7 separate regions of the Mus musculus genome follow, and regions 1, 3, 4, 5, 6 and 7 are each linked to region 2. Evidence: chromatin contacts called from public Hi-C, HiChIP or PLAC-seq and Micro-C data. All regions are on one chromosome and are shown on one strand. Each heading gives the region's core, a stretch centred on a gene start, on an enhancer-like site or on the middle of the called end of the contact. The rest is flanking DNA. Distances are from core to core; before and after follow the strand shown. Region 1 overlaps Gm46822 (a long non-coding RNA gene). Region 2 holds the start of Fnbp1l (formin binding protein 1-like). Region 3 holds the start of Gclm (glutamate-cysteine ligase, modifier subunit). Region 4 overlaps Abca4 (ATP-binding cassette, sub-family A (ABC1), member 4). Region 5 overlaps Synpo2 (synaptopodin 2). Region 6 holds the start of Usp53 (ubiquitin specific peptidase 53). Region 7 overlaps Abca4 (ATP-binding cassette, sub-family A (ABC1), member 4).

Evidence for each region. Hi-C and Micro-C count contacts between places; a contact is called where the count stands out from the background. HiChIP or PLAC-seq counts read pairs in DNA pulled down with a chosen protein or histone mark.
Region 1: an HNF4G HiChIP or PLAC-seq map of pancreatic cancer cells shows a contact between it and region 2. The contact joins the enhancer-like site here to the promoter of Fnbp1l in region 2. A contact is called at or near these places in 1 of 39 promoter capture datasets (cranial neural crest), 3 of 484 Hi-C or Micro-C datasets (granulocyte-monocyte progenitors, liver and pancreatic cancer cells) and 8 of 115 datasets of contacts at active chromatin or transcription factors (bone marrow-derived macrophages, embryonic limb bud, embryonic stem cells and 2 more).
Region 3: a contact with region 2 is called in a Micro-C map of embryonic stem cells, with 6 times the contacts expected there. The contact joins the promoter of Gclm here to the promoter of Fnbp1l in region 2. A contact is called at or near these places in 4 of 39 promoter capture datasets (the 3T3-L1 cell line, the HPC-7 cell line, liver and 1 more), 3 of 484 Hi-C or Micro-C datasets (all in embryonic stem cells), 19 of 115 datasets of contacts at active chromatin or transcription factors (the 230-238 cell line, the NIH/3T3 cell line, astrocytes and 12 more) and 4 of 9 other capture datasets (adipose tissue, embryonic stem cells, liver and 1 more).
Region 4: a contact with region 2 is called in a Hi-C map of cerebral cortex, with 2.6 times the contacts expected there. The contact joins the enhancer-like site here to the promoter of Fnbp1l in region 2. A contact is called at or near these places in 4 of 484 Hi-C or Micro-C datasets (cerebral cortex, cortical neurons, embryonic stem cells and 1 more), 5 of 115 datasets of contacts at active chromatin or transcription factors (the NIH/3T3 cell line, astrocytes, embryonic basal ganglia and 2 more) and 1 of 9 other capture datasets (embryonic stem cells).
Region 5: a contact with region 2 is called in a Hi-C map of olfactory sensory neurons, with 3 times the contacts expected there. The contact joins the enhancer-like site here to the promoter of Fnbp1l in region 2. A contact is called at or near these places in 2 of 484 Hi-C or Micro-C datasets (group 2 innate lymphoid cells and olfactory sensory neurons) and 3 of 115 datasets of contacts at active chromatin or transcription factors (embryonic stem cells and stem cell-derived neural progenitor cells).
Region 6: a contact with region 2 is called in a Micro-C map of embryonic stem cells, with 6 times the contacts expected there. The contact joins the promoter of Usp53 here to the promoter of Fnbp1l in region 2. A contact is called at or near these places in 4 of 484 Hi-C or Micro-C datasets (all in embryonic stem cells), 4 of 115 datasets of contacts at active chromatin or transcription factors (embryonic stem cells and stem cell-derived epiblast-like cells) and 1 of 9 other capture datasets (liver).
Region 7: a contact with region 2 is called in an H3K27ac HiChIP or PLAC-seq map of embryonic stem cells, with 3 times the contacts expected there. The contact joins the enhancer-like site here to the promoter of Fnbp1l in region 2. A contact is called at or near these places in 1 of 484 Hi-C or Micro-C datasets (stem cell-derived neural stem cells) and 9 of 115 datasets of contacts at active chromatin or transcription factors (the NIH/3T3 cell line, craniofacial prominence, embryonic stem cells and 3 more).

What each region holds. Positions count from the first base shown.
Region 1 is chr3:122,197,849-122,200,820 of GRCm38.p6, forward strand. The region is part of intron 5 of Gm46822 (a long non-coding RNA gene); the gene reads right to left. Among named protein-coding and RNA genes, the nearest start is that of Gm40137, 12 kb to the right of the region's middle. Within about 2 kb of position 1,378, at least 83 of the 459 cell types and tissues checked have an H3K27ac peak or open chromatin away from gene starts, as enhancers often do. A contact at or near this core is called in bone marrow-derived macrophages, granulocyte-monocyte progenitors, liver and 1 more, where this site is marked.
Region 2 is chr3:122,618,338-122,621,330 of GRCm38.p6, forward strand. It overlaps Fnbp1l (formin binding protein 1-like), which reads right to left and starts at 1,377. Exons shown (of 14, transcript NM_153118.3): 1 at 1,193-1,377. The coding sequence starts at 1,216.
Region 3 is chr3:122,244,212-122,246,993 of GRCm38.p6, forward strand. It overlaps Gclm (glutamate-cysteine ligase, modifier subunit), which reads left to right and starts at 1,346. Exons shown (of 7, transcript NM_008129.4): 1 at 1,346-1,900. The coding sequence starts at 1,775. It overlaps Gm46822 (a long non-coding RNA gene), which reads right to left and starts at 161. Exons shown (of 6, transcript XR_001783970.1): 1 at 1-161.
Region 4 is chr3:122,121,031-122,123,967 of GRCm38.p6, forward strand. Abca4 (ATP-binding cassette, sub-family A (ABC1), member 4) reads left to right here. Exons shown (of 50, transcript NM_007378.1): 19 at 601-775; 20 at 2,529-2,660. The region is part of intron 2 of Gm40138 (a long non-coding RNA gene); the gene reads right to left. Among named protein-coding and RNA genes, the nearest start is that of Gm40138, 3.9 kb to the right of the region's middle. Within about 2 kb of position 1,366, at least 175 of the 459 cell types and tissues checked have an H3K27ac peak or open chromatin away from gene starts, as enhancers often do. A contact at or near this core is called in the NIH/3T3 cell line, astrocytes, cerebral cortex and 2 more, where this site is marked.
Region 5 is chr3:123,103,223-123,105,985 of GRCm38.p6, forward strand. All of the region lies in intron 4 of Synpo2 (synaptopodin 2), which reads right to left. Among named protein-coding and RNA genes, the nearest start is that of Myoz2, 70 kb to the left of the region's middle. Within about 2 kb of position 1,354, at least 45 of the 459 cell types and tissues checked have an H3K27ac peak or open chromatin away from gene starts, as enhancers often do. A contact at or near this core is called in olfactory sensory neurons, where this site is marked.
Region 6 is chr3:122,982,849-122,985,930 of GRCm38.p6, forward strand. It overlaps Usp53 (ubiquitin specific peptidase 53), which reads right to left and starts at 1,599. Exons shown (of 16, transcript NM_133857.3): 1 at 1,434-1,599.
Region 7 is chr3:122,144,422-122,147,617 of GRCm38.p6, forward strand. Abca4 (ATP-binding cassette, sub-family A (ABC1), member 4) reads left to right here. Exons shown (of 50, transcript NM_007378.1): 33 at 2,777-2,882; 34 at 3,010-3,084. Among named protein-coding and RNA genes, the nearest start is that of Gm40138, 20 kb to the left of the region's middle. Within about 2 kb of position 1,305, at least 6 of the 459 cell types and tissues checked have an H3K27ac peak or open chromatin away from gene starts, as enhancers often do. A contact at or near this core is called in embryonic stem cells, where this site is marked.

The DNA.
Region 1 (2,972 bases), core at 128-2,627, 420 kb before region 2:
TGCATTTGCCATAATCAGAGCACACAGCTGTCCACAGTCAAAACTAGTACCAACCTTGAAAAGAAGAAGGTGTGTTAGACTCCGTCAGTAGGGGAATAGTCTTCATTTTTACTTTATTTTACTTTGGTTGTTTTGCAGATGCTGTGAGATAGAATTTTACTATGTAGCTTAGGTTGTCCTGGAACCCACTATATAGCCCCAGCTGGCCTCCACCTTGAGGCAATCCTCCTGTCTCAGCCTCCCTGATATGTTATATTCAAGCTTGAGAATCTTGAAGATTTGTATACCACCATCCTTTGTTAAATAATGGTCTGTATGATTAAGATGGTAAAAAATATGACTGGACGTGGTGATGTATGCCTTTAATCCCAGCACTTGGGAGGCAGAGGCAGGCAGATCTCTGTGAGTTTGAGTCCATCTGGTCTACAGGAGAGAGAGAGAGAGAGAGAGAGAGAGAGAGAGAGAGAGAGAGAGAGAGAGAGTTAGTTCCAGGACAGCTGGGGCTACACAGAGAAACTCTATCTTGAAAAAAGACCAAACGAACAAAAATAGGAAAAATGTGAAGAAAACATATAGAATCATTAATTTGGTATTATAAATCCATGTATACCCCATCCTGAAATCAAATGAATTCATTCTGACAATTGAGAGAAACTGGTGCTGATGCACAGGGTTTTGACCAGTCTCTCAAAACCGAGGAGCAAATGACACATTGCCCTTATCCCAAAGCTGCCTTCTCATGTAGCAAAATATAACTTAGAAATACCCAGACAAACTGTAACCTAATTTGAGAATACATTCTTTAACAAGTAGCTAAGTCTTGGCCAATCATAGCAGATGAACCATCATAGAATGCAAACCAATAAATCAGCTGCTGACAAGATTCCAAGCAGGATCTTTCTATATGTCACTTCTGTTTCCTGCCAAATTGTTGAGTAGAACTCTCCAAACTGCCTTTATCCCGAGAGATATCTGATAACAAATGGATCTTTCATTCTGCACAAAGTGATGCTCTTAAATGTAACATGTCTAAGGTTTTTTTTTTTTTTCTTAATGAGCTGCCTAGCTTGTTCAAGTCCAACAGAGCAAGCTGAAGTTGCTGCATTCAAAACACACTGCCCTACAGCATACCATAGAGATCTTGGGAACATCCAGCGTTCCTAGTGCACACTTGGAGCTGGCTCCTCCCTGGCCCGTTTAGAGAACTTTGCCTGGACACTATAAGCAAGATCACCAGGTCTGATGACCAGCTGGGCCTTGTCAGATATATCAGCAGAGAGACTGTTTACAAACAGAATGGAAACGCGTCTAGTACCCACCAAAGCTATAAGCAGCTCTCTAGGCGTCCAACTACTCTTTGGATGGCATCCAAGGATCAACGGTCAGATGTTGCATAACGTAGCACGTGATCTACCAGCAGTGCACACATATACAATCACCCTTTGGCAACAGGCCTTGGCTTTCATAACCACATTCTTGGATTTTCTGGTGAATTGTTCAAACAGCCACCATAAATGAATGTCTGTGCCTGATGATCCTATTTTGCTATGGAAAAGTGAGTTGGCTAGTTGAAGGTGCTCAGACAAATGTAAATGGAGATAGCTGGCCCTGGCCGTTACAAAACCAGGTAAAGACAAAAGGATTTGGAAATTGCCAAAGAACACATCTATATGGTTAAGGATTTTTTTTCAATAGTTAGCATTTTCAGCAATATTTAACATGCTCTCAAGAAACAATATAAGCTACTAATTAGAACCAGCAAAAATATGCACACACACACACACACACACACACACACACTCACTAACCTGAGGGCAAAAGGAAACTTAATGCCAGAGCCACGGTCAGACTCAGGTCCTAACAGCCCCAGGCCTGTCTCCAGCCCACATTCACACTTTACTCTCCTTTAATGAGAAAGAATGGCAGAAACAGGCAGCAATTGAAGGAGGGCCAACACTACATGTGCTTACTAGTCAGGCTCTGCACAAAAGCATGGCATTCCTTCAACAGCAAGGGAGCGGGGAGGCTGGAACAGTGGCAGCGCTCACAAAGCTGGGAAGAAACAAACATTGGGACTGGCTGGGTAGGGTAGGATGAATAACAAAGCTGAAATGATACTGAACCGGGTACCAAGGGCAGGTACATCTGCTTTCATGGGGTCCCGAGACATCATAATTCCACCAGAAATCCATGGAGTATGCATTGTCTCGGTTGACCTTTGCATGATGTGAAAAGACAAGAAGATACAGGCCAAGATGGAAGAACAAGACAAAAAGATCCACAAAAGCTTTGAGAGACTTGAGACTCTTGGAGTTAACTAAGAATGCCCGTGCCTCTGGGAGCAGATTCGGCCAACTCAGAGAGGGCAGGCATAGGCTTTGTCCAGCTAAGATCCAAAGGTCTGATAAATAAAACAGGAGGTGGTGCTTAGGGCAAGGTCAGAGAGATGTTTCCTCTCAGGGCTCTTGCAGACCCCAGAAAGGCTTGAAGCCTTATGAGTGTTACTATGGCTTCACACCAACGAATTCACTGGCCTGCCATTACATGATTCGACTTCATTTCAAGAAAGCAACGGAGAAAAAAAGAACTGTTTATGGTCAGTCAGAGCAGCAAGAAGGGTGGTGGCCGCTTTGTAAATGATCAATAGCAAGTCAGAGAGAGGAGGCTGGGATTGTTTTGTTGTTGCTGTTGTTGTTGTTTGTTGTTTGTTTTTTTCCCAAGAGACTCTTAACCTACATGCCTTCCTACCCAGAGAGATGTGTTGCCAGGAACACTCACCCAGATCTTCAGGTTAATTGACAGCCCCAAACAAGGCCTTCTTTATAACCCTCATTAGGAGTTCTGCTGAGTTCGCCCAGGGGCCCTGCAGAGCAGTGCCGGCCCTGCCTTGTTCATTTCTTCACCGTTCTTGGCCCAAATTTTGTCTGAGCCCCGACTCTTGGTGATGGTGTTTTATGTAACCATGGCTGCTC
Region 2 (2,993 bases), core at 127-2,626:
TCTGCAGAGTGCTACAGGACAGATTCCTGGGGCAGGGTTAAGTGGGTGACTAGATGAGCTTTTAAGTGTCACTTCTAAAATTCCCAATCTACAGCACGTGGAAAAGGAGAAAACATTCGGCCTCGCGACTAAACGATCTGTTTCGAATCCCAGTGAGCGTACATACTCGAAACTTGTCCCTCCTCTCCCGCTACAGAGATTCCCGGAGATTTTCGCAAACAAAGGCACGGAAAATATGCACAGGTGGGATAAAAAGGGGAGTGGCAGAGGCCAGGCGGCGCTCGCTCGAGACAGCGCCCCCACGCCGCCAATTTTCCCGGCCGCACCTGAGAAATCACTGCCATGCACACCTCCACCCTCAGGTGACGGCGTCCGGAGCGAATTCCTCGACCTATAACCCTCCGCCTGCACCTTGGTCGGACATTGGGTATTGTCTGCAGCCTCCAGCGCCCAGGAAAGGCACGGAAGAAAGAGAGAGAGAGAGAAAAAAGAGAGAGACAGACACACACACACATACACACACGAGAGAGAGAGAGAGAGAAAGAGAGAGAGAGAGAGAGAGAGAGAGAGAGAGAGAGAGGAGAGAGAATAAAGAACGAGAGGGAAATCAAGCGATCGGCAAGCCGCGCGCTCCTTTCGCCAAAATGAGCGTCCCTTCCTCGATCCCACTACCTAATTCGGGTCACAAAAGCAGACCCGCCAGCCCAGAGAGGCTGCAACCGGAGCTGGCCGGCGCGGAGTCGCGGGCGCCCTAGGTCCCGAGCAAGGAGGCAGCAAGAGAGGGAAATGGGCGTGTGGGTTGGGCCTGGCTGGCCCCAGGCCGGGCTGGGAACAAAGCCGCCCGGCTCCCCCTACCTGGAGCTGGGGCGTCGCCCAGGCGCGCGGCGCGGGGATCCGAGCGGCGCCCCTTCGGGACAATGGCTCCCTCCCCCGCCGTCGGGCGCGCGGTACAAAGGCGCGGCGCCCGGCCGGGCACCCGTCCGCAAAGTCAGGCAGAGGCTGGAGAGGGGACGGCAGCGGCCGTCCAGGGCTGCGGCCCGGGCCCCTCGGAGGGAGCCCCAGGCAGCCGCCCCGTCGCCTCCCCGCCCGCAGCCGAGCGGGCTCTCGCGGCACAAAGAGGCGCCGGAGTCCGCGGCGCGCCAAGCCCGGGGCTCCCGCCGACGGCGCGAGCCGCTCTGCTCCCCACACTCACCCACAGCTCGGTGCCCCAGCTCATGGCGGAACCTGAGGCGACTGGCGCCGGCCGGCTGCTCCCGCTGTCCTCTCTCGTCCCGACTTTCCCCTCCTCAGCGTCTGCCTCGAAAGCTGCCGCCACCACCACCGGGTTCCCCAGTGAGTGAGAGAGACACGACTGAAGCGAGCCGCCGCCGCGTCCCCGCCTCCCGGCAGCGGGGAGGGAGGGAGGGAAGGAGGGAGGGAGGGGGCCGGGGCCGAGGGGAGGCGGGACGGCGGGGAGGGGGCGGGCCGCGGTGCACCCTGGGATCGGGGCGGGCCCGCACTCGCGCGCGCGGGGGCCGGCGGGGGTCTCCTCCGAACAGCTCGCCCGGGGCGGGGATCCTCGGACCCTCGGCGGCGTCCGCTCCGGCCTCCGGGCTCAGCAAAAGCCGCACTCAGACTCCCGCTCCAAGATGGAGAGCCAGGGAGGACGCCCACGGTCCCTGCCTTGCTCGGAGACCCCCCCCCTCAAAGGAGGCGACCCCACACGTCAGCGTTCTTTGCGGAGCCCTGACAAAGAAACCACGTCCAGACGTTGGAGCAGAGGGGTGTGTGCGTGTGTTTAGTTAAAAAAAATCTGCCTTCGTAAGGTAACTTCTCCGTCCAGGCTTGGCGCTTCAGCCTGGGATCCCCGGGAACCACAGACCTGTAGAGGTCAAACGTCCAATGTGAATGCAACGTGTCACACGACGTGTCTGGTTTTTGTTTTTGTTTTTAATAAAGCATTTTGATTTTATTGTAAGTTCTTTCGGGAAACCTTTTTTTCTTTTTTTTAAGAGGCAAGCGATCCCGTAATCTTTTGGGGACGTTGCCATGGTAAAAGATAAGACTTGGTGGAAAGCGAACCCGACTGACACCTGCAGGAGGTGAGACGCTGCTGAGCTTGCCTGAATTCTAGGCTCGTGGCTACCTCCAGGGACCGGTCTCTCCCTCCTCACAGCCCTTCAACAACCTGTTCAGAGCCTGAGGCGTCTCTTGCCTCCGATAGGAATCTTGGCTGCAGACGACCTCTTGCTTTTAGCTGTGCTGAGTTATTTCCCAGCCTGCCTCCACTGGCAGTCAGCAAGTTTGGCTGGTGCTACTAGATACCGCGTACAGTCTGCTCACTAACTCCCCAGCATATGCTTTAGTATTAATTGCTTGTCGCTTAAAACACACACATTTTCACTCTAGAACCAGTAGAGTACTCTTCAGTGAGTCATGACAACTGAATGCTTCAAGGTCCCCCCACCAACGGACGTCTTATCAGCCTTGAAACTCCTCCCTACGGGACCGGGACCGGGACCAACACAGGTGTTCCAGCTTCTTCCGCCCCAGCCTTCCTGTTTACCTAGTTCTGCTCCCCATTGAAGTCCAGGCAAATAGCCAGAGCTCTCCAGGCAGTCTAACCACCACTCACCAAATTCTTTGCTATCCTTTTCTGAGGTAGGCTGAGCAAATGAATACTCTCTTCTAATTAGGTTAAGGCCGGTCTTTTTTTTTTTTTTTTTTTTTTTTAATGTTCTTTGAAAGTCGCTGAAGCCAAGTGTGATGACGCACACCTGTAATTTTAGTGCTCCGGAGGGGAGAGGCGTAACTACAGGAGTCAGAGGCTAGCCTGGGTTACAGAGTGTGCAGTGGTTGGAGGGTGGGGGTGGGGTGTTGGTAAGAGAGAATATCTTCCTAAGAAATAACTTCTTTCCACCATTTTTCTGGATTTCTCTATTTCAAAAAGGCCTGTCTCTGTCAAAGTATGTCTTCTAACAGTCACCTCTCCGGTCTCACTCTCACTCTCTAGA
Region 3 (2,782 bases), core at 96-2,595, 370 kb before region 2:
TTATTATAAGCCAAGTACTGAACTAAGGACTCACCATACCTTCTCTTAGTAACTCATCACAACTACCTACCCAACGGCAGATCTGATGTCCTGTGGCCTCCAGGGGCCCTGAACGGTGCCCATAAACTCATGGAAGAAAACACACATACACACAAATAAACAATATTTTTGTATGTTTGTTTTGAGACAGAGTCTCTCTACCTAGCTCTGGCTGTCCTGGGACTCTCTATGTAGACCAGGCTGGCCATGAATTCACAGATTCACCTGCCTCTGCCTCCCAAGTGCTGGGATTAAAGGCGTGTGCCACCACCACCCGGCGACCACTAAGTTTTAACCAAATATTTACATGGACTTTTAAGAGAATATAATCAAAAGTCTAACAATGACCATAAAAAATTCATCAGAAGAATCAATTGTTTATATTTAAGTAAGGCCATGTGAGGGGCTGCTCCTGGGAAACCTCTTCTCCATGGATTCTTGCTCATTGGATGTGCACAAAGATGTACCCAACACCAGCCTCACTTTTTCTGGAACGATCTTCCAGCCTTTCCTATTTCTTAGTAGTTTACCAACTCAGATTCATGTTTCTTTTGAAAAGATTTTGCCGCCTTATAATGAAAATCTCACCTGGCTCTAACATACCTGACTGGTTTGTTAAAAAGTTTGTTTCCTGGGTAAAACTTTAATAAACGGTCAGTTTGCTATTATACCCAGCCATCTCCAGTGGGAATGGGGAAGAATCACGAACAACTTGTAAAAGTGTGAATCATAAAACGTTCTCTGTTACCATCTGTTCCTTATGCTTAACTGACCTGGAAACTAACTGCCCCGTGGTATTTTTATTGTTTAATGTTTCATGGGCTGAGGCCTTTCTCTCGAAGGATTAGGCTTCTGAAAGGGGAAAATTAAAGTTGTACTCTCTGGTTTCATACAGCACCAGCAAATAGGTAAATCAACACGCTGGAAGAAGAATGATCAGTTTGGGGGAAAGACTCTTGGGCAAAGCAAAGCAAAAGGAAAAAATAAAAATAAATTTAAAAAACAGAGCGGGGCGCGGGCAATGAGACACTCGCGCCATCGCATCAGCTCCTTAGACACAGAAGCAGGCACGCTCTCAAGGCCTGGGAGGATGGACCTCCGGCGGTCCTCTCGAAGAGGGCGTGTCCAGGGCCGCAGCGCGGGCGGCCATTGGCTGAGCGGCGCTCCCGGGCGCACCGTCAACTCTCACGAGGCGCTGGCGGCGTAGGCCGCGCGCCGCGCTCTGGCCGGCAGGGGGCGCACGTCCGCGCGCTGTTCTCCCCCGCGGCGCCGCCCGCTCCCGGCCGCCCGGCGCCACGCCCGCCGCAGGCCGAGGGCCAGTCACCCGCGGGCCTGCGCCCCGCCCCTGGCCCGCCGCGGGACGAGTAACGGTTACGAAGCACTTTCTCGGGTGAGGTTTCTGCTTAGTCATTGTCTTCCAGGAAACAGCTCCCTCGTTTCAGCGGCGGCGGCGGTGGCGGCCGCAGAAGCCGCAGCGACCGTCCGCGCCGGCGCCTCCCTCCCTTCCTTCCCTCCCTCCGGGACCGCCTCTCCGTCGCCGCCCGGCCTCCTCGGGCCCGAGCGCACACCGGGCTGTGGCCGCGCGGAGTCGGCAGCCTCGCGCTCTCCTCTGGGGCCTGGGGCACCGCCGCGCCCTGCGAGGCAGCCGTCTGCCCACTCGCCCGCCCGCCTGCCCGCCCGCTCGCCATCTCTCCGCGGCTCCGGCGCTACCCGGTCCCCTCCGGCGGCAGCTGCCATGGGCACCGACAGCCGCGCGGCCGGGGCGCTCCTGGCGCGGGCCAGCACCCTGCACCTGCAGACCGGGAACCTGCTCAACTGGGGCCGCCTGCGAAAAAAGTGCCCGTCCACGCACAGCGAGGAGGTGAGCACGGTGGGGGCCGAGGGTCTCCTCGAAGTGGGGACAAGCAGGGCTCTCCGGAGCTCGACCCGCTTCGGAGGTACCGAAGTGAGCTGGGTACTATCCCGGCTTGGCAGGTGCCACTGCGGGGCGAGGGGCGCCTCCGCCGGTCGGAGTTGATCGCACAACTCTTGAGGGCCACCGGGTCCCCTGTCTGGCTGGACAGAGCCACTGCAGCCCCGCGTCTTCATCTTCCGTCCCTCTCCCTTAGCCAAGGTAAAGGAAAGATAAAGGTTTAGTGTTTGGTAGATGGACTAACAATAGGTTTAACTTTGATATTGTTGACATTGCTTTCTCTATTGTACTGAATTTGGATTTGGGACAAATAACTTACTGGATGTTAACATTGTATTTGCTTCAAAACCATTAAAGAGGGGCAGGTGGTACACGCCTTTAATCCCGGCCCCTAGGGAGGCAATAGCAGTAGGATCTCTGAGTTCGAGGTCAGCCTGGTTTGTATATTGAACTCCAGGACAGCTAGGGCTACCCAGTGTCAGCCCCAACCCCCACGCCCCCAAAAAACCTAATGTGTAGTTGGAAGTGACAGATTAATCTAGAATTAAAATGTGTTATATTTGTGTTAATGGCCCATTCCTGAGCCAGTGGTTCTCCATGGACCGTGCAACTCATTGCAGAGGCGTATTGATAATATGGAACATGTATACTACTTAAAACAACAAAACAAGACAGATGTGCAATTATGTGTGGGGAGTAATAAGCTGGGTATGGTGGTGGGCTCTTCTAATACGCAGCCTCAGTGGGCTAAGGCAATAGAATGTAGAATTCGAGGCCAGCCTGGGCTACCATGTGATGAGGTCCTGGCTCAAAAAATAAATAAGATAAATG
Region 4 (2,937 bases), core at 116-2,615, 500 kb before region 2:
GGAAAAGATGCTGTGGTGGGGGGTGGGGGGTCACGGGGAGGGGGAGAGTAGGTTGGTTGATACTGGAAAGGGCACGGAGCATGGGGAGGAAGGAGTTACGATGAGGAAGAGTAGGTTGTCCTGGCTTGAGGAGTCAGGGCTGGTGCCAGAAACCTATGAAGATCCGATAGACTGAGCCTTGAAGCAAAGACGGAACTCGGGGTTAACTCAATAATAGACAGGAGCTATTTCAGATGGGTATGGACCCTGGGCCCATACTTGCCACTTGTACACCATGTAGCCTTGATAGAACACTTGATGTCTCTCAGTCTTGGGCTTTCTAACCTATTGAAAAGAGCCTAGTTATATCTACCTATAGGACTATATGTGTGAAGTGAGGGATTTGTTGGGAAACATTGGAAACAGTGCCTAACTCACAGTAAGTGTGAAATCTATGGCCAGTGCAACTATGACTACTCCTGTTTTGATCTTCTTCACAAAGCTGCAGCCACATGGGCAGGTGAAGTTACAGCCAGAGCACAGGTCTGAAGGAAGCAGTGTGTTCATGAAGCACGGCGTCATTAACATGTGGTGTTTCTACAATGTGTTTTTCCCTCCAAGACTCCTTTTTTGAACGCGAGCTTCCAGGGCTGGTGCCTGGTGTGTGTGTGAAGAACCTGGTGAAGGTTTTTGAGCCCAGTGGCCGGCCAGCTGTGGACCGTCTGAACATCACTTTCTATGAGAACCAAATCACGGCGTTCCTGGGTCACAACGGAGCGGGAAAGACCACCACCTTGTGAGTTCTCTGCCAGAGAGGCTGTCTCCCATCCTATCATTCCCCGGCTTCATTCTCTCTCCCCAATAACTCCACTCTGTTCTTCCTTACTGAATTTCGGTGGAAACATATACACTCACACACACCTCCCACGGTGAGGATAAAAAGCCGTGGCTGCCCATGTCCCCGGGCTATTTTTATGTAGCACTCCGTTTCCTACCAATTAATAATTAGGATGCTTTAGTGCTGGTGTGGGACCTCTGATGGGATGGCTACCTTTCTGAGAAAGTGTAGGGAGAACAGTGAAGTAGACTCGCTGCCTGGCAGAAGGCCAAGGGCAGGAAGCTTTGAGGCTCTGGGTGGACTCCTCCATCCATCCTTTAGTTCTGGAAGGGGTGCGAGCGCCACCTGCTGAGAACAGGCAGTCAGGGCTCCGGTGCAGACCTCCGATGGGCCGATGGGCCGGTGGAGGAGGGGTAGGGGTCAACAAGCCATGTGACAGCAGCCATCAAATCCTTGGCTTGCAGAGCCCCGGGAAGGAACAGCAGTGTACACCCTGCTCCGGAATGTGCTCCCGGGCCTTTCAATGGGAATGGAATGCGGGGCTGGTGCCATTGGGCTTGGTACTGTTTCCCTCTAGTGGTTGATCAACATTTCAGCTTCGAAGTACAGGTTCAGATAGCATGCGATTTTATCAGAACTTGGGACAGAACTGGGCGTGGCATCCTAAGGCTATCTCCTTGCTAACTCACGTGGTGGGAGGACAGGAAACTCCATTCGAGACCCCAGGACCTCTAGAAGACAAACACATTACTTCACTCAGTGCAGAAACTAAACTTCCACTGGGGTCGGAACACAAGCGCTGTCCTAATGCTGGGAATAGCATAACATTTTAAGTTTCACTTTGTGCTGGGGCCTGTTTTTGTTTTGTTTTGTTTTTCAAGCATGTTCGATTCACTTAACTTAGACAACTACCCAAGCAGGTGGGAGACATGTTTTGTATAATTGAAGAAAGAAAAGAGAAATCACAACATTGTTCACATTTTTACATTTGGAATTCCCAAACGAATTTGTTTGTGTTAGCCAGTCAGCAGACAGGCTGCCCAGCTTCTCACTGGCATCAACTGAGCTTTGGAGAGTCACCAACCCTGCTTCTCCACTGTCAAGGGCTGCACGCCCAGGCAAAGCAGTGGGGCTGGGTCCTAAATCCCTTTAACTGACCACAACTGTGACTACGACAGTGGCCACAATGGCTGGCCACATCAATAGCCACGGAGCAACCACTATGACAGACCTTCACGGTGGACACTACCGCTGACCACAGAGTAAAACAACAGTGAACACTGTAGCTGACCACATCCGTGAATATCACTCTGACAGACAGTCATAATGGGCACCACAACTGACCACCACAGTGGCCATCCAGTGGGCACTACAACTGACCGCTGCAATGATGGCTGGGTGATGATGGGGTGGGGTGTCTGAGTCTGGGAATCCCCGAGGCTCTTGATACTGGCCCAGGAACACTTGGAAATAAAAAGTAGAGAAAGAAGGCCCTTGTGGTCTAGGCACTAGGACTTGAAGCAAGGCACTGGTGCTAAGTAAACCCTGTGTGGAAATGTTCTGGGCCCCTCAGCTACATCAGGTTTGAGTTTGATAGAGAGATAGGGCAGGTGTCACTACAAGCATCCTTCTGACCCTGTATGGGGTTACCCTCATCCCCTGGTGAGTTCTAACAACCATCTCTTCTGCCACTTAACCCTGTGTTCGGCAGGTCCATCCTGACAGGACTGTTGCCACCGACGTCAGGAACTGTGCTCATTGGGGGAAAAGACATTGAAACCAACCTGGATGTAGTACGGCAGAGCCTGGGCATGTGTCCACAACACAACATCCTGTTTCATCAGTAAGTGAGCTGGAGTTGAGATACTCCTGGGCAGGGGTGGGGCTCATTGGAAGAGCACTTGCCTGGCCCATCCATCACCCTGGGTTCTGCCCCCAGCACCACAGGAAAACAAAATATCTGTCAGAAACCCCTGTTGTATACTGGCTGGTTTCATGTCAACTTGACACAAGCTAGAGCCACTGGAGAAGAGGGAGCCTCACCTGAGAAAATGCCTCCGTAAGATCAGGCTACAGGCAAGCCTGTGGGGCATTTTATTCATTAGTGATCGATGGGAGAG
Region 5 (2,763 bases), core at 104-2,603, 480 kb after region 2:
GAAAAATATTTATCTCACCCTTGATGTGTAGTGACTGATCTGACAAAATCAGATCTTGAGGCTTCTCCTATCTTTAATAAAACAACAAGGACAATACTGGAAGTCAGTTGCTGAGCCACAAACTTTGGAATGGCGGTCTGGGAAGCTCTACGAGGGAGAAGAGTCTGCTGCCACCTGGTGGACGCTAGGCGTAATCACGTTTGCTTTAACACCTCACAGAGTCCGAGCAGGCCCACAGCCCTGCGTGGTTTGGTTGTCTTTGATGAGGGGAGCCTACAAACTATTAAGAGTCTTAAAGGACTGTTAGACAGGTGTTAGAAATGCGTTTTATAAAATGAGGTGCACAAACAAACAAGTATCAGATGACAAATTCCTGGCTCCCACCCAGATCTAATAAATAAGTATCCAAGGTAAGGCCATGCCAATCTTTACTCCCATGGAAATGAAAGTTGGAAAACGATGTAATAAAACACAAGAAAGACATACGGGCATGGTGGCTTATCCTGTATCTCATACTTAGTTCCTGACTTGCTTTGGTTTGAGATGCGGGGGGGGGGGGGGGGGGGGGGGCACTCATGAAGCCCAGGCTAGCCTCCAAATTCGTCTATAGCTGAGGGAGACCTTTAACTCCTAATCTTACTGCCTTCACCATTGCACCATTATGCTGGCTTTCAGCAAGACTTTCCTAATTCAGATTCCAGCGTCGATGGAGCTCATACTAGGCTGCCGTGAAGAATTAGTTAGCCATATCCAAACATTGACAAGCAGGTCAGGTATTCATCCTTGGGTGCTAAGTGTGGGAAAAAAAAAAAGAAAAGAAAACTCAAAATGGCAGATTCATGCCTTAGACTGACACCTGGGGTATCCAGGTTACTCAATAGTGGATCTTATTCTGGAGTGAGCAGTTGTTGACGGCATTTATACATTTGAAACACACTGGGGAAAAATGACCAAGGGTAAACCAATTCAAGACCCAGTTGTGGCTTTTGGGGTTTGGCTGTTTGGGGCCCAGTTGTGTTTTGTCTTTAGCTATGACTAGACGTCACACATGAAAATCTAAGCCATTTCTGTTTCATTATATCCGAAACAAAATTCCAAATCCAAGCTTGTTTTGATTTGTGATTCTTTTTTAAAGGTCGAGTCTTCTGAGCTCCGACTTCTGCTTCTGACTCATAGACATTCTAGAAGTACCAGAAAATCCACAAAAATTCCCTGGGCGGAGGTGGTCATGTTGACGTCCCTCCCTGCATGGCTTCTGAGGCTTGTGTCTATGCCTTCCCAGGCCCTGGGCGCTTGCTCTGTGGAGACCTAGATTTCAGTCTGGCTTTGGAAAGCAACCATACCTCTTAGGCAAGATCAAGTACTGCAAAACAGGTCGGGTCATTGACCCTTTGTCCCCAGAGGGAGTTGCAGCAGGCCTGGGGACAGTGAGGTGCAGTGAATGAATGGGTCAGTGGGTGTTGTCAGGGCAGGAACACACAGTGAGACTCTATCTCAAAAATAAAAGGGTTTGTGTGCGTGTGTGTGTGTGTGTGTGTGTGTGTGTGTGCACCTCTGTGTGCTGAGAGAGTATTTGCATCATCTCGGGTAATCCCACATGGAATTTACTTAAGAGGTGATTATCTTTTGATCATACCAAATCAAACCAGTCCCTTTTTCCTCCCCAGCATCAGGGATGGATCCTGGAACCTCATATTTTCTGGGCAAGCACTGTACTGTTGAGCAATGCCCTGTCCCCAAATCACAGCTTCTTAATTCCTAATTTTGCGGGAATTTTTGTCACTCGGTATTATTGTCACTAAATTTGAGGGTTTTCTTTTGTTCTTTCTCACGGATCTCCGTTTTCTCTTGGTCCTCTACGGTCCTGGTAGCAGTGAGCACAGTCTGGCACATACCAGCCTACAAGGGCTGGGAATTTGTTTGATGGAGTCTGTTCAGCACACTTGTCTGAAATGTAAGGTGTGGTCTACGGTTGCTTGGAAGTATTTGACAGGGACTGTGCTGGCTAATTTTATGAACTTGACACAGACTAGAGACATCTGAGGAGATGGAGCCTCCATTGAAAAAAAAAAAAAAAAAAACAAAGGGCCTCCAGGAGGCTGAGCTACAGGCAAGTCTGTAGGGCATTTTCTTAACGAGTTCTTGATGAGAGAGTTCAGTCCAATGTGGGTGGTGCCACCCCTGGGCTGGTGGTCCTGGGTTCTATAAGAAAGCAGGCTGAGCAAGCCCCGAGGAGCAAGGCAGTAAGTAACATCCCTCCATGGCCTCTGCATCAGCTGCTGCTCTATTTGAATTCCTGTCCTGACCTCCTTCAATGACAGACAAGAATGTGAATGGGTAAGCCAGATGAACCCTCTTCTCCCCAGCTCGCTTTTGGACATGGTGTTTCTTCACAGCAATTATAAGCCTAAGACAGGGAGGGTTGTCTGTCTTGGGGGAATCTTCCAATGGGGTCTGCATAGCAGGAAGGGTTGATCCCCCCACCCCAGGTACATCTAGGGTGGCTGCTGCCTCAGCTGGAAGTGTCACCCTCACAGGTCCCAGTGATAACTACTCGTCTTCTTTGAAACACTGGAAGCTGGCGAGTCTCGCATTATAATTCTGCTTAGTAGTACTGTTAGGATGCCCAAAGTGATGGGTTTTGAATTACCCAACTATCTAACAGGAAATTTCTTTGAATTCTCTCGGGGGGGGGGGGATGCATAAAGCCAAGGAATCATTCCTTTTGTTTAGTCTGCATTTCTTCTTGTGCACACCCCTCCT
Region 6 (3,082 bases), core at 349-2,848, 360 kb after region 2:
TTAAAATAGATCAGATTTCTTGTCATTTTTAAACTTTATTCTGTTAAAACAAACTTCTAAGCCACTGTACACCAAAACTGCATTTTTCGACACTACATAGTGAAAATAAACTTCTGAAATTAAACAATATAAGAAATATTTTGAATCAGAGCACATAGTGAAACTGTAAGGGCATTGTGTGTGTGTGTGGGGGGGGGTGCTTTCTTACTAAAGGGCAAGAATAAGTAGAAAATGTGTCCTACCACTAAAATGGCACTTTTATTTAAAAAAAAAAAGTGACGCCTTTAAAGTAATAAACTGTTAGTGCCACGTATCATGAGTTCGATAGACAACTTTATAAATAAAAAAAAAAATCCTAAGGAAAAGGCTTGTTTGGAGGGTCTCTTGTTTTTTATCCTTTGGGAAAAATACTTAATACATTGATTCGATTTACAAACTAAACAAATCACTTCTGTAAGTTTATAGCAAGTTGTCCAAAGGAGCTCACTTTAAAAGTCTCTAAAAGATAAGTCAAAAACCTTATTTTCCATACAACTCTTGCCCGCAGAAAATCTATTAGGAATTCTTCTGACAATAGCAGATAAATCACACATTACTTTTGAAGACCCTTTCTTCACTATTTTTTTTTTCCTTTTTTCTTTAACAGAATAGGATGAGGGATCTCTGCCTCGACCATCATCGACACAGAATTGAAAACAACAGAAAATAAAACTGACAAGTTATCAATGTCACCAATCCATTCTATCATAACTTCGTGTCAGCACTGGCTCCACCTTTTAAAGGTGAAAATCAGCGTGCCTGGTCTTAAACAAGCTCCAGGGCTCACCACAGAGAACTTAGGTTTACTGCCCATGTACCTCAAAAGTAGCCTTGAAAATATATTTGGAGGAAAGAATATGTTTCCAGCTATGGAAGACCGCAAGCAGATAAGGACGTGCAGTACGTTTTTGCAAGCATTTATCGGGATCTGCACGGAGAAAACAAACCCCAGGAGAATAACAAAACCTCAAAACAGGCTCAGATTGCAGGGCTTCACATCCTCCCGGTTACACCTGCGCAGGCACTTCCTGTTCCCCCGCGCCGCCGGCGAGTAGTTTGGTAATTGTACCGTAAACCGCCGTTTAGAAGCTAAACATTAACTCCGTCCGTCTGTCCAGCTACTGAGAAACCAACCAAGCCAAGATTCTATCACATCCAATCCAGTCTGCTCCGCCAAGGAGGAACGCCAATCACGCTGGAGCCCTGGTGAAGGCTCAGTGCTCCGGCAGCTGTGGGGCTGCACCGGGAACCGCAGGAGCCTGGCCAGCGCATCCCGACCCGGCCCAATCCCGCCCTCAGCCTGCGGCCACCCGGGTTAGCGCGCCCGAGCGGGGCCAGGCCGTGGGGACCGAGAGTCCTCCGCCCTCTGCCCAGCGGGGGCTCCCGCGACTCACCCCAAGCTCTACCTCCCGGCGCCGTAGCCCTTCCAGTCCCACTGGCCCGGCTCCGCCTCGCGCCGACACCCACAACGTCGTGACAGGCAAAGCGACACGCACAGGGACAGACGGCCACACCGCCGCTTTCAGCCGCCAGACCCGCGCAGAGCATGCGCGCACGCCCAAGACCCAGGGGCCGGTCTGGGCAGTGACACCTGCGATCAACAGGTCTCTGGACCCCGCCTTCCCCCGCGTCAGGACGCCCCGCCCCCTTGCGCCGGGCCCGCCTCCTCGTCTCGCCCCGCCCCGCCCCGCCCCCGCACGTGAGTTCCCGGCTTTCCCGCGGGTGATGCTCCCTTTCCGAGGGCTTGTGTGAGGCGCGAGATCCCGCGAGAGCAGGGCTCGGGCTTCTGCCCCGACGCGGGGGTGGCGCGCGGGGCGGGCTGTGAGACGGGACGTGGCGGATCGGCGAGCGGCTGCGTGGTGGGCTGGGGACTGCGGCGGATTTCCACGGCAGACGCGGGCGTCCCGCCGTCGTCCGCCTTGGTTGGCGGCTTTGCAGCCTGAGTGCGGATGCGCGGGGATCTGAGCCGGGGTTCTGTGGGTTTCAGCCATTGCTGGGTCGGCACCCCGGCGGTCCCCTTAGGGAGTCGGTACGGTCTGTTTGCAGTTGAATGGTGTCCTTTGGCGCGAATGTATTTTCCCTAAGTGGGGCTTTCGTGACCACTAATAAAACGAACGTCTTCATAACCGCGCTGACCCAGTTAGTATTTGTCAGAAATTTTGGCAGCATCCTCTCCGCGATGTGGAGCAGGTTTTGAGTTGCAAGCTGCTGCTGCTGCGAACCAGACTAGCCTTTGTCTGGGAAACTTTTATTTGGGATGATAATTAAAAGGAAAAACAAAACAAAGGGGGGAAAAAAAAACCTGGCTGATGATTAAGATGACTCAAAAAGGTAGATGTAGGTTTGGAAGACATTTCCAAAGCTGGCGTGAGTCATAAAAGTTGACTTAGATAAACTCAAAGGGGACTCCAGTTTACCTGAAGAAATCGCATGAGGGAGACCCTGCAGGTTGGTGGGTGACATGCAGTGAGGTTATTGTGTTTGACCCGGGATCAGTGAGAATTTATTATGTACCACATAAAAGAAGTAACATGAAGCCATAGACGCCGTCCTCAACATTAACATTAAAACCTCGACGGGAAGGAGCCGGAGAAACCAGCTCTTAGAAATGTAAAGAATTGGCACCATACTGTTTCCTCTCGGGTGCACTCTGTTTTGAGGTGTTGTTTAATATATCTTCTGTCACCTCTTTCCCCTTCAGCTATATTGTGTATTCTCGGATGTATTTTACATGAGTGCCTTAAATATGTCTTAAAAATAGACCAAGGAACAAGCAGTCCAGGTTTAGTTATGTTAATGTCCTACTCTTGACGTAACAAGATCTGAACGCCTTGTTCCCCCAGGAAAAAAAAAAAATGGTAGTTAGGAAGGTCACAGTGTGGTTGTATTAACTCAGAATTACTGTTCCTCGATGTGAGGTGAATGTTGGGGGTTAGATTCAAACAGTCCCTGGGTGAGCAGACCTAAATTATGAAGGAACCATCTTCACCACATTGGTTAAGGGTTCCTACAAGGGAGTAGCTTTGGTGTGTCAGAGAATACA
Region 7 (3,196 bases), core at 55-2,554, 470 kb before region 2:
TTATAAGCCAACCATTGACACACTCACTTTCTCATCTTTATGTGAAAGAAGGTAACCCCAAAGGTGGAGACCCAAGTTAAGAATGACAAGAGTTGACAGGTGGTGGTGGCACATACCTTTAGTCCTAGCACCTGGGAGACAGAGGCAGGCAAATTTCTGTGAGTTCAAGACCAGCCTGCTCTACAAAGTGAATTCCAGGAACATAGAGAAACCCTGCCTTGATACCCCCTCAAAAAAGAGAGAAAGAGAGAGAGAGAGAGAGAGAGAGAGAGAGAGAGAGAGAGACAGACAAGAGTTGAGACAGAAGAGAGTTGGGCTGTCTAAGCCAGGCATGGGACTAAGAGACACAGAAAGGAGTGGTGGTATTGGATAGTGCCTAAACTATCTGCAAAGGGCAGAGAAGACACAAAAGAGAAATCACAAGTTAGGCCCACAGTAAAGTCAAGGAAGACATCAAAAAGGGCTAACCCAGGGAAAATGAGCAGGAATTAGCTAGGTGTTTATAAAAGGGAAGAGTACCTTAAGAAAAGCCAGCAAAGAGACTTGGAGGTAGCCTGAAGCATGTAGAGTTTGACATAGACAGGACAAGACTTTAAGGGAAATGATGAAGAAGATGGAGTTACACCAGGATAAAGGTCCAGACACCATCTTGGAATAGAAATGGGAAAGAATTAAAAACCAGCTTAGCCTGGGCTGTTGTGGCACATGCCTTTAATCCCAGTACTGAAGAGGCAGAGGCAGGCAGATCTCTGTGAGTTTGAGGCCTGGTCTATGGGGTGGGTTCCAGGACAGCCAGGACTGTCACACAAAGAAACCTTGTCTCAAAAAAACAAAACAAAAAACAAAACAAAACCAAGCAAGCAAGCAAACATGGGCTTAAATCTGGATACAGTGGCCTTTATTTCTAGTTCCAGTGACTGGGAGACTGAAACAAGAGAGTCACTTGAGTACAGGAGTGCAAGGCTAGCTTGAGCAATATAGTAAGACTATCTCAAAATGTGAATTTAGATCAACAGAATTGACATCAAGAAAAATACTGATATCACTCAAAGCAATCTACAGATTCAACACAATCTCCATCAACATGACAATGACTTCCATCAGCATGACAATGACTCCATCAACATGCCAATGGGCCCCATCAACATAACAATGACCCCTATCATCATGACAATGATCCCCATCAACATGACAATGACCTCCATCAACATGACAATTACTCCTGTCAACATGCCAATTGTTGGGGTTCAGAAGTCACCCTGCAAACCACAAGAACACTAATCTCAGTCAAGCAGGGATGGTTTACTGAACGTATATCCAAAGACTGAGTGACCAAGGGAACAGCTCAGACTCTAGAGCTGAAAGCTAGCTGTGCGCTGGACATTTCTCGGGGCCAACTTATAAAGGCTAAAACTGCAAAACCCATAATGAGTTCATATGCAGATGTGGGGGAGCTGTAGACCGGTTGGTCTTTTCTCATGTTTCCTTAGTAATTTAGACAGAACAGTTCAAGCCAACCCCTATCTTGCTTGGTCATGAGTGACGGCTGCAGATGGGGAATTTCTTAAGATTAACAAACCGCAGAATAATCGGAACCTAACAGGGTAGGTGGTCTGCAACAGGGTAGGTGATCTGCATGCCCCTGCTCTGAGTCCAGTTCTTTTTCTGTGACCATGACTGGCGGGCATATTACAGTAACAATAGGAAGTAGCTGCTAGATATGGAGCAAATGGCTACAGCTGTGCTAGGGAGGCTACCTCAACACCGGTGATTTCCATCAGCATGCTGCAGATGACGTTCTTCACGGGAACTGGAAAACGGGGATGTGATAGCTCAGAAGGTTAAGGCCCTTGCTACCAAGCCTGATGACCCGAGTTCAATCCTCTGGATTCAGATTGTAAAACCAAGAGCTGATTGTAAAAAGGAAAAAAAGAAAAACGAAACAAAAACCTGACTCTTGCCAGGTGTCTCGTGACCTCCACATATATGTATGCCCCCACCAGGATAAATAAATAAATATAATGTATTTTTTTAAAGAAATAGAAAAATGATCCAGGATAAATAAATAAATATAATGTATTTTTTTAAAGAAATAGAAAAATGACCCCCCCCCAAAAAATATATATATAACTACACTAAACCCCATCTCCTCGCAGCCAGTGGCTGTCATGAGGAAGACAGATGACTACAACTGCTGATGAGTATACAGAGGGAGAAGGAACCCTTATACACCATCGGTGGGGATATCCATCGAGCCACTACGGAAATCAGTGCAGAGATTCTTTCCAAAAGCTAAGAGTAGAGCAGGTTTGGTCTATACCACTCCTGACATATTTCCAAAGGAACATATGTTAACATACAGTAGATACTCGCACATCCAAGTTTACTGCAGCACTGTTTGCAACAGCCAAGCTAAGGAACCTACCTAGGTGCCTGTCAGAGATGTGATGGGTGAGGTTCTATGCACCCACCACAGAGAAGGATCGAATCCTGTCGTTTCAGAAAAAGGCATGAAACCAGAGAGTAACATATTAATCCAAATGAGCTGGATTTAGAGACAAATGTATGCCTTCTCTCAAATGTGGAATCTAGAATGTGGCTTTGCTTGCTTCTAAATTTAGAGAGTAGGAGAACTATTTGGAGAACAAGGTGGGACAATGTTGTTTGCCTGCGAGGCTAAGCCCTCCCAAATCCACATCCCCTTCGGAAGCTGAGGTGGCACTTACTGGGCATGAAGCATCATGGCGTTGACAGGGGCTCTCCTACTGCCTTGTAGGTATGGAGGAATTTCCATCGGAGGAAAACTCCCTGCTATCCCCATCAGCGGGGAAGCACTTGTTGGCTTTCTAAGTGGCCTTGGCCAGATGATGAACGTGAGCGGGGTATGTAAAGACTTTGGGGATGAGTTTTTGACTTGTTTAAATATTAAGAAATGGAAATTATCTTAAGTACTACAGAAGGAGAAAAAAAAACCAAACAAACCATTTCTCGTTTGCTGTGCTGTTCAAGGGTCCTGTCACCAGGGAGGCCTCCAAAGAAATGTTAGATTTCCTCAAACATCTTGAAACCACAGACAACATTAAGGTACCTGGCCTGAAGCTAAAAATTCCTGTGAGCTCATTATTTGACTGTTTCGTACCCTGCGTAATTAAATTCCATTCTACCTGCTGGAGTGCGGAATGCTTGCTTGCCAAGG